Linked DNA regions of Sus scrofa: all the other regions are linked to region 4. A link is a contact called in public HiChIP or PLAC-seq and promoter capture Hi-C data. All regions are on one chromosome and are shown on one strand. Each heading gives the region's core, a stretch centred on a gene start, on an enhancer-like site or on the middle of the called end of the contact. The rest is flanking DNA. Distances are from core to core; before and after follow the strand shown. Region 1 holds the start of PREB (prolactin regulatory element-binding protein). Region 2 holds the start of KHK (ketohexokinase). Region 3 holds the start of AGBL5 (cytosolic carboxypeptidase-like protein 5). Region 4 holds the start of NRBP1 (nuclear receptor binding protein 1).

Region 1 (3,314 bases), core at 8-2,507, 260 kb before region 4:
GTGACCCTCGAGCTTCTGGCCTCTGCTACCATAACCCTGCCTCCAGCCCCCACTTCTTCAGAGACCAAGGCGAAAGAGATCTTACTTAACCCTTTGCCCAAAGCTAGAGAGGGGGCTCTCACCTGCCTTCTCTGCCTTGTTTTTGCCCTTCTGCTGTTGGGTCTGGAAGCGCAAGAGCTGACAGCGGGCATCCTGCCCTGCAGCAAGGATGTTGCCAGCCAGCGCCAAGTTCATGGTGGCGCGAGTCTCCGTGTCATGGGAGTGGAGCAGAGAGGCACTGAGGTGCCCATGAATCCGCTCTAGCTGCAGAAAGTGCTGTGGGAGAGGGAACCAGGGTGAGCAAGGCTCAGAGGGCACCTCGAGGCCAACTTTCCTCTTATGGTCTGATGCCCTACCCCTTGCTTACTGCACCTTCTACTTCAAAACTTTTTCCAACTTTTTTTTTTTTTTTTTTTGAGCCTCACGAGGCTGGACAGCAAGCAAGGTTGGCTGGTCACCTCTAGTTTGCAGAACAATAGGCTGACGCCCAGAAAAGTGAAAACACTTAGTTTATGCTGCACTCTCGCCGCTGCTAGAGGGCAGACAGACAAGCCCAGGTGGCCACCCTGGAAAAAGCCGGGATAAGACCCCTAGAACTGAGCCTGAGGTTGAGTCGAAAGGTTCCTGCCTAGGCAGCGCTATGTGCAGCTTTCACTTTACCTTAGGAGTCTTTCAATTGACCGGTGAGCGAGTTCTCGACTGAAACTCGCGCCGGGACGCCCGGCAAGCCCAGCATTCCCACCCGAGAGAGAGGAAGGGTCCGAAGCAAGAGTGCGGCCCGCCCCCGAGACCCTCCCAGAATCGCCCTGAGCCCGCGGCGCGCGACCCGGCCCCAGGGGCCCTGTACTCTCACCACGCCGTTCTTTATACCGGTCTTGGCAGCACCTCCTCCGCCCGCCGCGATGAGCAGCCCCGCGCTTGGCTCGACCTGAAGCGCGTACAACGGGAACGGGGCCCGGTACAGCTCTGGCGCCCGGCGTCGACCCATCCCGCTCGCCGCGCGCCTCACTGCCTGCGTCGAGGCACCCGGGACATGCCGCGCCCGGCCTTCGACTGTGGTTCCGGCCGCGGCTGACGTCGGTCCTGTGGCCGCCAGAGGACCCCAGACCCCTCTCCCTGCCACCGGGAAGCCGAAACCGTAACCACACACAAGGATCCCTGTCACTGCCCCGGGCCGGCAAACCCGGTCTCGCCAACGCGCAGTGCGCAAGCGCAGCGAGCCCGCTCTCCCCGCGCAGGCGCAGGGCGGCCCATACGCGTCAGCACTAGCCGGCCGCGGGCAGGCGGAACCTCCGCGCCGGGATTCCGTTCTCCGCCCGCGTTGGGACGACGGGTTCCGCCATCTTTTTGCGGGAACGTACCCGCCTCACGGAAGCATCTTTGGTGGTTCTGGAGCAGCAGGGGAAGCTAATAAAGGTTCAGGGACGTGAATAAACCTTCAATAAAGAAATTCTTGAATCAGGACAGTCCACACCTCAGGAGTGACACGCAGACTCGTCAAGCGCAGCCTCTGCGTTTTACCCCCGAGATGAAGTCTTTGTCCCAGGTCACACTCCGGAAATGTGACTTGTGTCCCCTGCCTCTTAACCGAGGCAGCGTGGACTTTAAAAACAGACCTGGCTTCAAACATGGAATCCACCGCTTTCTGTTATGAGAAAACCGCTCCCTGCCCTAACAACACCGGCCCTCTTCCTTGGCGGAGGTGGGTGCTGGCCATTCTGAAGGCTCTGCACCTGCTCCTCCGGCTGGGGGTTTGTGGGTGGGGGCTGCTCCCCTCTGATACCCTCAGAGGGCGGCCACTCGACCACCAGGCAGGGCAGGTTTTGGCCTGGCCCCCTACCCTTCCGAGGGGTCTCTGGGGTTTCTGATCACGGTAGTGAAGGTGATGCCAGAAAGATGATACCCGAATCGGGGTTCTTGTTCACGGCAGTCAAAGAATGAACTCTGCGAACACACAGGCAGCAAGCAAGCAAAGTTTTTATTAAAGGCAGGTAGATCGCTCCCAGGGTTGCTGGGAGGGGGGAGAGGAGCCCCCTTTCTCTATTGTCCTATAGGGGGTTTTATTCCTTAAAGTTGGGGGGGTACCAAGGTGGGGCCCAGAGAGATGTGGTCTTCTCCCATTGGCCTTGCTTAGTTATGTATGTCAGTCCTTGTCCAATAGGGTCCTAGGGATGGAAATGTCCCGTGAGTCTCAGAGTTTCTTTGTCCTCTTCTTTCCGTAAACTGAGTCACGGGGGATTAGGGATTAATGTCCATCTGGGGGTAGGTACATTCCCTATAATAAACAAGGGCTGTGGGGATGTTACTCCCTGGAGCCCTTAAGCCACACATGTTAATATCACAGAATGCGTGGAAGCCCATGCTCCTACACTGACTACCTGAGTTAACATTCTGCCTCAAGGGTGCTATGTTTCTTCGTGTGAACGCTAGGCCTGCCCTTCCCTGCAAGGAGTCCCCTCCTGCTGCTCCCCTGGCCACATGGGCCTGAGTCCTTACAACCTAAGGTGCAGTGAGAGGAGGGGGCCCAGTGGCTTCATCTCTAAGGATGCTATTATCTGTCCACCGAATTGAATTGTGTGAAGGGCCTGACAGAGCCCTCTGCACATCTCAGATCCATGTGGGTCCCTTGCCCTCCTCAGGTTCATGGCATCCACTCTCCCTGGCCCTTCTGTTTTCCTTTGACTCTTCCCCCACCCCTTGTTGGGTTCTGGTCCCCCTGAAGGTAGAGCCCTCCTGCACTGTATCTGCTCAGCAAGACACAAGAACCAGTGTTGCAGGGTCAGGCTTTATTGGATTCACTGAAGGCTGAGTGGGGCCTCAGGAGCGCTTGGTCCCCTTCAGCCAGGAGAGAGCAGACTCCACAAGGGGCTTCCAGGGTTCAGGACTGGAGAACACACCTGAGCTCCAGCCAGCCAGCCCTTCAGAGTGTTTTGGGGGCTCCCTGAGATCTGGGGCCTGGCAGGGACCATGGGGTTCAGAGGAGGCACTCCAGGGAGCCTCCGTGGGTCCAGAATTAGGGTGGTGGCCTTCCGTGAATGGGTTCTGGAGAGGCAGGCCTCTTTGGGGCAGAATAAGGCCTGGGCTTCAGGCAGACAGTGGCCTGTTTGGGTGCCTGAGTTGGAGACCCTGAAAACTGCATGGAGTTTGGTGATTGAGGGCCTACAGACCTGAGGCTCCCGGGCTGGGAGGGGGTTCCTGGGCCTAGGTCTGCCCGGGCCTGAGCTGCTAGGGCCTGAGATGCCTGGGCTTGACACCCACGGGCCTGAGCAGCCTCG
Region 2 (2,997 bases), core at 1-2,500, 300 kb before region 4:
TCTTGCCCAGGCACTGTTTTAAATGCTGGCGATTCAGAAATGAACAAAGCACCCATTTCCCCGCTGTTGTGGAGCTTACATTCTCGCAGAAGGGAGGCAAAGCTCCCAGTGGGCCCCTCCCTAGTCTAGGAGCTCTGGATGGGCTCCCAGACACCTTCCTGGCCCCTGCCACCTGTCTCCCTCCTGACTGCCACCGTTGTCCCCAGGCGTGTTCACCGCCCCTCTGGCTGGACGCTACTTGCTGAGTGCGGTGCTGACTGGGCATCGGCACGAGAAAGTGGAGGCCGTGCTGTCGCGCTCCAACCTGGGTGTGGCCCGCATAGACTCCGGTGGCTACGAGCCTGAGGGCCTGGAGAATAAGCCGGTGGCCGAGAGCCAGCCCAGCCCGGGCGCCCTAGGCGTCTTCAGCCTTATCCTGCCGCTGCAGGCCGGGGATACGGTCTGCATCGACCTGGTCATGGGGCAGCTGGCGCACTCGGAGGAGCCGCTCACCATCTTCAGCGGAGCCCTGCTCTACGAGGACCAGGAGCTGTAACAGGTGTAGACAGGGGGCTGGGCCGCCGGCTACCGCCCGCCAAAGAGCCAGCGGGGGCGGCGGGCTCGCCGGGTCTCGCCTGGGACTGGGCGCTGACTCCGGGCGAGCCGCCGTTTCCGTACCCGCCGCGGCACAGGCGCCCGGAGCAGCCTCCTTCCCACGGTCGGAGCGCGCCGGGTCGGGGACTCGGGTTCCCTCGTTCAGACTTTCGGACTGATCGCCGTCCCCTGCAAGACCCGGACTGCGGAGGAGCCAATCCTCGCACCCTTTGCTCCCCCAGCTGGCCTCTAGACCGAGTCCCTGGGCTCCAGGGCTCTCTCTCGAGGGGCCTCGGGACCCCACCGCCATACTAAACTATTCAGGAATAAAGACATTTGGTTTTTCTAAAAAAAACAAAATACAACAAAAAAAGGCCGTTTACTCCAGCGTGTGTTCAAGCGTAGACAGGCGTACACAGGGGACGGGGCGAGAGAGCCTGGGACCCCGGACCCCGCTTGAGCTCTGCGCTCTGCCTGGGTGGCTCTGCCAGCCCTTGCTCCGGACGCGCGGGCCAGAAGGGCTCCCGCCCCCTTGGAGCCGCAGCGGGGCCTGCCTCCTGGTCGCGCCCTTGCTGCGGGCGTCCGCCAGAGGGCGCTGGAAGCCGGGACCGCGGCGCCGCTAGGCGGGCCTGCCGTCACGTGACCGCCGCCGCTCACCTCGCGGGCCCTCGCTGCTCCACCACGGAGGCTAGACTCGCGCTGGGATTGGCCGAGGCTCGGGGGCGGGGCTGCCGGGACAGCGCAAGCCGCGGCGGCTCGGGATGCCCGGCTCGGGCCGTAGCTGCGAGGCCCTGCTTCACGCCGCCCGTCTAGGTGCTGGGAGGCAGGGCAAGGGATGCCTTTCTGCTGCCACTTTGTCTTGGCATTCAAGAGGGTGCCCAGCCGCGCTTTAGAGAGATTTGCGGTAGTCGGAGTCCGTCGGACAAATGAGGAAACTGAGGGCGAGAAGTGGGAAGCGGAGCCATCTCCTGGGCCGCGCAGCCTGCTGAGCGAAAGCCGGGGACCAAGACCTCGGGGTCTGCGCTCCCAGGCCCGCTGGGGTCGGTGGGTGTGGGGGGCAGGAGCCCGGCTCCGTCCCCTGCACCCCACTGCACCCCTCGCCGCCGGAGGAGACTCCCTGGAGGAGGAGCTCAGGACGCGGAGGAGGAGCCAGGACAGCCCCTGCGAGCGGGACACGATCCTCCAAGATAAGAGGCCGAGCCCGGGAGGAAGCCCGTCAGCCGGGCCAGCCGAGAAAGCTCCGGGAGCGGCCTCATGGAAGAGAAGCAGATCCTGTGCGTGGGGCTAGTGGTGCTGGACATCATCAATGTGGTGGACAAGTACCCGGAGGAGGACACGGACAGCAGGTAGGGATGCCCGGGCCTCTCGGAAACCTCAGGGACCGCTGCCGCCGCCGCCTTGTGCCCGGCGACCAAGAATACGGGGCTGCGGAGCCGGGGCCCCGTGCCCTCTGCCTGTGGCCTTGAGTGCATTGTGTTCGCCGGTTCCCATTTCCACCCTGGGACCGGGTCAGACATCATTGTCCTCATTTTACCGAGTAAGCAAATAGAGACCCCGAGAGTCGCAGTGACTTATGCGAGGGCAAGCAGCTAAGAAGGTGCATGCAGGGCCAGTTTCTTTGTGTTTTCCTTTTTTTTTGGTCTTTTTTAGGGCCTTACCTGCGGCATATGGAAGTTCCCAGGCTAGGGGTGGCCTTACAGCACAGCCATAACAATGCTGGATCCGAGCTGCGTCTGAGACCCACACCGCAGCTCATGGCAACGTCGGATCCTTAACCCACCGAGGGAGGCCAGGGATGTGCCGGTTGTGGCTCAGCTGTACTAGTTTCCATGAGGATGAGCCACGACCGGAACTCCAGTTTTTTCCTTTTTAATAGCAAGACCTATATGCCCGCCTCTCACCGGCACTGACTTCTAATATATTTACCACATAGAGAGCTCATCTGTTTCTTTAAAAAAAAAAAAAGAAAATCGAGGTCACTTCCAAGAAGATATGCAGTTAGACTGTTCAAGAGCATTTGAAACCATGATGTTTGAGCTTCACTGTAGCTCAGAGCTTGCTGGCTGTGCAGGCACATTTGGAGATGCTGTGAGTTGTGGGTAGAGCTGGCTCATGAGACTTCTCCCTGGTGCTGAATTCCAGAAGTTTCCCAGAAATCCTTTTGACAGCAGTCAGTAACAACATAGTGGACACCATCCCACTCGGTTGTCTGGTAGAAGTTGAAGAGTCATGTGTTGGTTCCTATATTTACTCTTGATAAGAACCAAACCGTTAACACTCTAATCCCAAGACCACTTCTGTGCAGCAGAATCCGTGGCTGTCTCTGGGTGCAGTCTAGTGCTTAGAACACAGAGAAAACTTGCTTCCTGGCTCTCAATTGTCTCAGCCTAAGAACTGGATAAAAGCCTAGTTCAAGGCTGAGCT
Region 3 (2,913 bases), core at 17-2,516, 330 kb before region 4:
TTATAGCACTGCTATTCATAAAAGACAAAAGGATTAAATAGCCTAGAGATCCATAAGCAGAAGAACAGATAAACAAAGGAATGAAATATTATTTAGCTGTACAAAGGGACGGAGTACTGATACATGCCACCATTTGGATGTCTCGAAATATTATGATAATCATATGATATTATGATATTATGCTAAAAATAGATAGGTAACAAGGACTTACCAACTCCCTTACTATAGCACAGGGAGCAATACTCATATTGTTATATATATATATTCTGAATCACTCTGCTGTACACTCGAACCTAACACAACATTGTAAATCAACTACCCTTCAATTTTTTAAAGTGAAAGGAATTAGACACCAAAGGCCACATCGTTTATGATTTCTTATATATGAAATCTCCAGAAAAGGCAAATTCCTGAAGACAGAATGTGGATGACCTGTTCCCAGGGGCTGGGTGACCTGCACACCCGGTGTTCTTCTACGGTGATTTTTTAAAAGTTTTTCAGCTAGAGAGGGTGATCATTTGCACAACATGGAGAACGCACCAAATGCCACTGAATTGTTCCTGCTTTTGAATAGGTCATACTTTAGAACTGTTATGTGAATTTCGCTCAAACAAACAAAAACAACCCAAAGCAACCTAATTAAATATGTTCTGCTTTCCAGCCCCGGCCTCCCCTCAAGAACAAGGGTGAGAGCGCTAAACACCGCTCCGAGAAAACTACCCCAAGTTAACGCTCTCAGACACAATGGTAGCATTTGCAGCGGCAGAATAAAGTTATAGCGGTACATCAATGCGAAAATATTCATCTCCTGCTTTGCGGATGGGCCCAAGGTGAACCTCGTGTTGTGGTCAGTGAAACCTCCGATTTAAAGCTCAGCCGGAGAGACCCCATAAAATATCGGAGCTACAAGGGGCTTGAAATCATCGCCCGACCTGGATCTGCCCGGGCGACTGTGATTCCAGGTAGCATAAACAGTTGCCGCAGAGCTGGCAATGGAGAGCAGGTCTCCCCGAACACGCACCCCGCCACATCGCGAAGCAAAACTCCACGCTCTAGCTGGGGTTTAGGTTTGTTTCTTTGTTTTAAAACCCCAGGAGCCTTTGGTTGGTCAAAGGATTGTGGGCCGCTGGCATGCAGTCCCCGAAAGAGAGAGGTGCAGGTGTGAGGCGGGCAGGGGAGGGGGCCGGGTGGAACTGAGCCGCCCGACTCCCTGCCGGGTTTAGGGCCCCGCCCGCAGTGGTTAATCCCTGGCGTCCAGCGCAACACTGCTGCGCCGCCCGGCTCGTCTCCTGCAGCTCCGTGGTTTGTATCTTTCCTGCTCTCAGGCGGAAGAGATCCTGACAAACGTGGGGTAATCGACTGAATGAATGTCCTTCACATCAGGAAGGCAGTAGGATATTATTGGCGCCTCCGGAGAAACCCGAGGGAAACGAGGGGCGGAAATAGCTAACGTAAGCCGTCGGGGTTTGCAAACCCGGCCGGCGCGGGGAGATTTTTGACCACCTGTGCGTACCCGCCCCACCCGAGAAATGGGGTCCAGAAGTCAGGGTTGTAGGCCAGATCTCTAAGCGTCCGCAGTTCTGTAGAAGCCACCGCGCGTGAGGGGTGGGGGTATCGCTTCGTAAAAAGCAAGGAAACGGAAGTGTATTGCCGGTGTTTCCTTCGTCTAGGGCTGGAAAGTGGCTCCTTTGGCAGCTTCCATTGCTCGCGCCTCTGTCTCCGGCTTCCTCTGTTCTGTGCAGCCTAGAGGAGCTGGAGACCAGGGCACGGGAAAACCATTGAGACCCTGAAGGAGTGCGATCTTGGTAAGTATTAGAGGACATCCGCAGCTTTGGGAAACAGCGGAGCCTTCGATAGCTCAGTTGGTAGAGCGGAGGACTGTAGTGGATTACCCCTGGCAATCCTTAGGTCGCTGGTTCGATTCCGGCTCGAAGGACTTCGTCTGACGTTTTTTAAACCCCTACCCGTTTCGGGAAAAAAGGCTTTACCTAGAATGTTTGAATGAGCACTGCCGCTGCTCCGTGCATGTATGCAGCAAGTACTCAGCACGCTCTCTTGTAAGTTACGTAGGCCTTATTATTGCTTGCGTGTAATTATTATATGCTTGCTTTAAAAAATCTTGCAGTGATACCACTGCACTGGCTCCACTGCACTCGAGAACTGAACGAATATTCTGAATTATAGTGGGTGCTCTTGTCAGTGGACACCCCAGAACAACCTGTAAGGCAAAGGGAAGGACTTCAGCAGCAGCCGGGGGATTAGCTCAAATGGTAGAGCGCTCGCTTAGCATGCGAGAGGTAGCGGGATCGATGCCCGCATCCTCCACTCGGTTTTTGCTCTACGCGTTGGAGAATCCCTAAACCTTAGGAGAGGGTGGACTAGGTGGGCGTTTCATAATTCACAGAATAGTACAGTAGGCAATGCTTGGATTCGCATACGGTCCTTTTATTTTTGCAGATGAGTCTTCCGGTGCCCTTCTTGGTGACTTTGTCTTTTCCTCCTCCCGGCGGGCAGTCCGTTAACTGCCTTCTACGAAGACGCGGGCGGAACCCTCCCGCCCGGCCTGCGGGCGGAGTCCCGTAAACGGTACCGGCTCAGGTACCCGCCAAACGTGCGAGGCAACCCCGGCGTGCTGACCAATGGCAGCGAGCCTTACTGGGCGGGTAGCCAGCTGTCCCCGTGGCCAATAGGCGAGAGACTTCTTGTTTCCTGGCAGAGCGGGGTCCCGGCACCGCGGTGCTCCGCTTTGGTTTGGGTCCCGGGTGGAGGGCCCGGGTGCCGGGGCCCAGGTGGCGCCTCGCTAGCGGGAGCGGGAGCGGGATCACCGGCCCGGAGAGAGGTGAGGGGCTCTGCGTGGAGCGAGGGCCCCGCCGGCCCCGCCCCCTTCTCAGCCCTTGGCCGCCCTGAGCCCCT
Region 4 (2,960 bases), core at 75-2,574:
CTAAAAAGACAAAAAACAAACGAGCAAAAAACCCCAAAAAACAAAGTTTCATCAGCTTTCTAAGAGTGTTCAACCTCTTTTAAAGGTGAAAGAACCAAGGAAGGAAGTCTGGGGTTTTTTTTGTTGTTGTTTTTTGTTTGTCTTTTTTGCCTTTTCTAGGGCCTCTTCCCAGGGCATATGGAGGTTCCCAGGCTAGGGGTCGATTGGAGCTGTAGCGGCTGGCCTATGCCAGAGCCACAGCAACGCGGGATCCGAGCCGAGTCTTCGACCTACATACACCACAGCTCACGGCAACGCAGAATCCTTAACTCACCGAGCAAGGCCAGGGATCGAACCTGCAACCTCATGGTTCTTAGTCGGATTCTTGTTTTTTAAGAAAGTCTGATTTTAAAATAAATATTTTGAGATGAAGAGCTGGAAAGTTAGAGGGCATTTGCCAGAAGCCTTCCTTTCTCCCAGTTAAACAGGATTAGAGAGTCCCTTCAAGGGCAATGAAGTTTGGTGATTATGACATTCCCAAGCAGTGATGACTGATTCATCTTCTTCCTTCCACAGTACGTGCCTAAGAGCAGAGTTATCTTTCCTTCGCCACAGGTTTAGTTCTCAAAGATCAATGGGCTCATCCATATCATCGTTTTATCTCCTAACGATCTAAATTCTTTCCAAACATCTTTTCAAGAAAGTCTTTTTAAATAAATCTTACATGCATGGGATTTGGTTCTTACCAACTTTCGGTAAATCGTTTAATGCCGCTGGTTTGATATTTTTGCATTCGTTAACTACTCTTGCATGACAAATTTCAATTTCTCATGACAGACAAGCGAGAAAACATCTATGAAAACCTCTTGCAAAGCTCTGGCAAATAATCAGTATTATCCAATTGCCAAGCGTTAACCATTAGTTCTGCGTTAATGTGTTCACTAATTAAAAAAAAAAAAGTTTTCTGAAGAATTGACGTCCTGCGCAGTCTCACTCCCGTATAATCAAAGTGGGTGGGCGCTCTTTTCGGATTGAGGCTACGTCTTTCACCCCTTTTGTCTTTCGGTCGGACTAGAACTGTCATGGCGCCTTCAAGAAGAGGGGAAGGCTTTCCTTTCGCCCAGCAGAACTATCGGGGGCACAAGGACTGGACAGAAGGGGTGGACACAGACGAGCCCCAGTTGAGAGCGAATACACGGAACCCTCCCAGAGGTCTCAGCCGGACAAGCTCAAGGGGAGGAGACCGGGTTGAAGACAACCCCTACCAGCGACAGTCCGCCCGGGGTACCGCCCACCCTGGCCGCCCTGTCCAATGGAAACCCAACGGCCGTGCGGCACCGCCCATCTGTTCGTCCGGACGCCGCGAGGGCGGGGCCCGCAGTTCGGTTGCGCCGCGGAGCGCAGCTGTGAGGGAGTCTTTCGGATCCGGGGCCCCGGAACCCGAGCTGAAGCTGAAGCGCAGACCGAGGGTGCGGAGTCGGGAGGTGAGCGCCGAGGGGACCGAGGGGGAGAGAGGGTTGCGGCAAGAGGACGGCAGGACGGGCCTCCGCGGCCCGGACCGTGGGACCCGGGCAGGCGGGTGTCTGGAGGCGGCCCTGCTCACTTGGCGAGCAAGGCCCAGCCCGCTGGAGCCGAGGGCCACCTCGCCCCCCGAGCCCCTGCCCGGCCCTCCCGGACCGCTGCGAGCGGCGGCGGCTCCCAGAATTGTGCGGGGCGCGGGGCGCGAGGCCCCGGCATTGGTGTCGAACTCCGGCTGGCGAGAGGCGGGGCTGGCGGCGGGGGCGGGGGCGGGGGCGGCGGTCGCGGCCCGGCGGCCTGCGGAAGCGCAGCGTCGGGCCGCGCCTGCTCGCGGGGCCGGCGTGCCGACTGCGCGGGGGCGTGGCCTGCGCCCCTGTCGGCGCCGCCCGGCCGGCCTTTGATGAGGTGGCTGGCGCTCCCCGCAGGGCCTGCCCGGGGCCCCGCGCGCCTTCGCAGACAGTGGGCTGGGCGACCTGTTGGAGTGTGAAATTCCTCCCCGAGCTTGCTTTATATCCGACTGGACGGGCCTGCAGTCTCAGGCCCTCTGTGGTCCGCTCTGGTTGAGGGCGGTCGTGAGGCCTGTGGCCTGCGAGCTGTGGCTGAGGAGTTGAAATGCTGAGAAGCTGCAGTCCAATAAATGAAAAACTTGGCAGGAAAAAAACTTTGCAACAATCTACCTACATTGCTTTGAAGTGAACACTGCATCTTGGGGGGGGAGCTGGAGGCGGCGAGGAGATTCCCTTTAGAGGCGAAAATGGCCTTTTCCGTGTGTAATCTCATTTAAACTTCTGAAGAACGCCCAGATAAACACTCCTAGTGTTGCGAAGCTTTTCTCATCGGCCGAGGGAGTGCTGGGGAATTTAGGGCATTGCCTTCATTTTGCCTACCGGGGAAGGATTGGGGAGGAAGAGGACAAGCACATTCAAAGAGCATCTCTATGTCAGATAAAGGTTTGGCGTCTCTTGCGTGCCCTACAGTGGGGTCCAGAAGTTTCTTTAGTGCCCATTGGCTGCTGGCTTCCAGTGTTAGAACTTCCTTTTTGTTGGGGGCGGAGGGGGAGGTGGGGGCAAGCCCGCCACAGCATTTGGAAGTTGCTGGGCCTGGGATTGAACCTCAGCCGCAGTTGCCACCTGCGCCGCACTGTGGCAAAGCGGGATCGGTAACCCGCTTGGCCGTAAGGGAAGACGTCCTGGTATTTCTTGTTATAATGTAACTGGGAACTTTACTTAGCTGTTCAGATTCAGGATGCATTCTTTAAATAAAGCTGCTCTAGTAAGTAACCCATATGAACTTTCTTACATTTTCTTAGCTACTTTTCAGGGGAAGAAGAAGGAAAATGTTCTCTAACTTGAGTTTTCTGATAGATTACTAAGACATGCAGATAATAGCTTCTCTGGCTAGTTGACTGAAATCTATGATAGGCAGAGACTTAGAAATAAACATAGGCCAAGTAACATTTTTGC

Evidence for each region. Promoter capture Hi-C pulls out the DNA fragments that hold promoters and counts their contacts. HiChIP or PLAC-seq counts read pairs in DNA pulled down with a chosen protein or histone mark.
Region 1: an H3K27ac HiChIP or PLAC-seq map of alveolar macrophages shows a contact between it and region 4. The contact joins the promoter of PREB here to the promoter of NRBP1 in region 4. A contact is called at or near these places in 1 of 47 Hi-C or Micro-C datasets (heart right ventricle) and 1 of 2 datasets of contacts at active chromatin or transcription factors (alveolar macrophages).
Region 2: a contact with region 4 is called in a promoter capture Hi-C map of fetal liver, with 2.1 times the contacts expected there. The contact joins the promoter of KHK here to the promoter of NRBP1 in region 4. A contact is called at or near these places in 1 of 5 promoter capture datasets (fetal liver) and 1 of 2 datasets of contacts at active chromatin or transcription factors (skeletal muscle).
Region 3: a promoter capture Hi-C map of fetal liver shows a contact between it and region 4, with 2.4 times the contacts expected there. The contact joins the promoter of AGBL5 here to the promoter of NRBP1 in region 4. A contact is called at or near these places in 1 of 5 promoter capture datasets (fetal liver) and 1 of 2 datasets of contacts at active chromatin or transcription factors (alveolar macrophages).

Annotation. Positions count from the first base shown.
Region 1 is chr3:111,990,307-111,993,620 of Sscrofa11.1, reverse strand. PREB (prolactin regulatory element-binding protein) reads right to left here and starts at 1,257. Exons shown (of 9, transcript XM_003125297.4): 1 at 893-1,257; 2 at 123-315. The coding sequence starts at 1,027. It overlaps PRR30 (proline-rich protein 30), which reads right to left. Exons shown (of 2, transcript XM_021088424.1): 2 at 2,135-3,314. The coding sequence ends at 3,053.
Region 2 is chr3:112,029,868-112,032,864 of Sscrofa11.1, reverse strand. KHK (ketohexokinase) reads left to right here and starts at 1,250. Exons shown (of 8, transcript XM_003125300.4): 1 at 1,250-1,919. The coding sequence starts at 1,828. It overlaps EMILIN1 (EMILIN-1), which reads left to right. Exons shown (of 8, transcript XM_003125303.4): 8 at 207-955. The coding sequence ends at 535.
Region 3 is chr3:112,065,300-112,068,212 of Sscrofa11.1, reverse strand. AGBL5 (cytosolic carboxypeptidase-like protein 5) reads left to right here and starts at 1,266. Exons shown (of 16, transcript XM_021087715.1): 1 at 1,266-1,805; 2 at 2,458-2,598. It overlaps TRNAA-AGC (a tRNA gene), which reads left to right and starts at 2,253; the gene lies at 2,253-2,325. It overlaps TRNAY-GUA (a tRNA gene), which reads left to right and starts at 1,848; the gene lies at 1,848-1,936.
Region 4 is chr3:111,731,381-111,734,340 of Sscrofa11.1, reverse strand. It overlaps NRBP1 (nuclear receptor binding protein 1), which reads left to right and starts at 1,324. Exons shown (of 18, transcript NM_001244239.1): 1 at 1,324-1,463.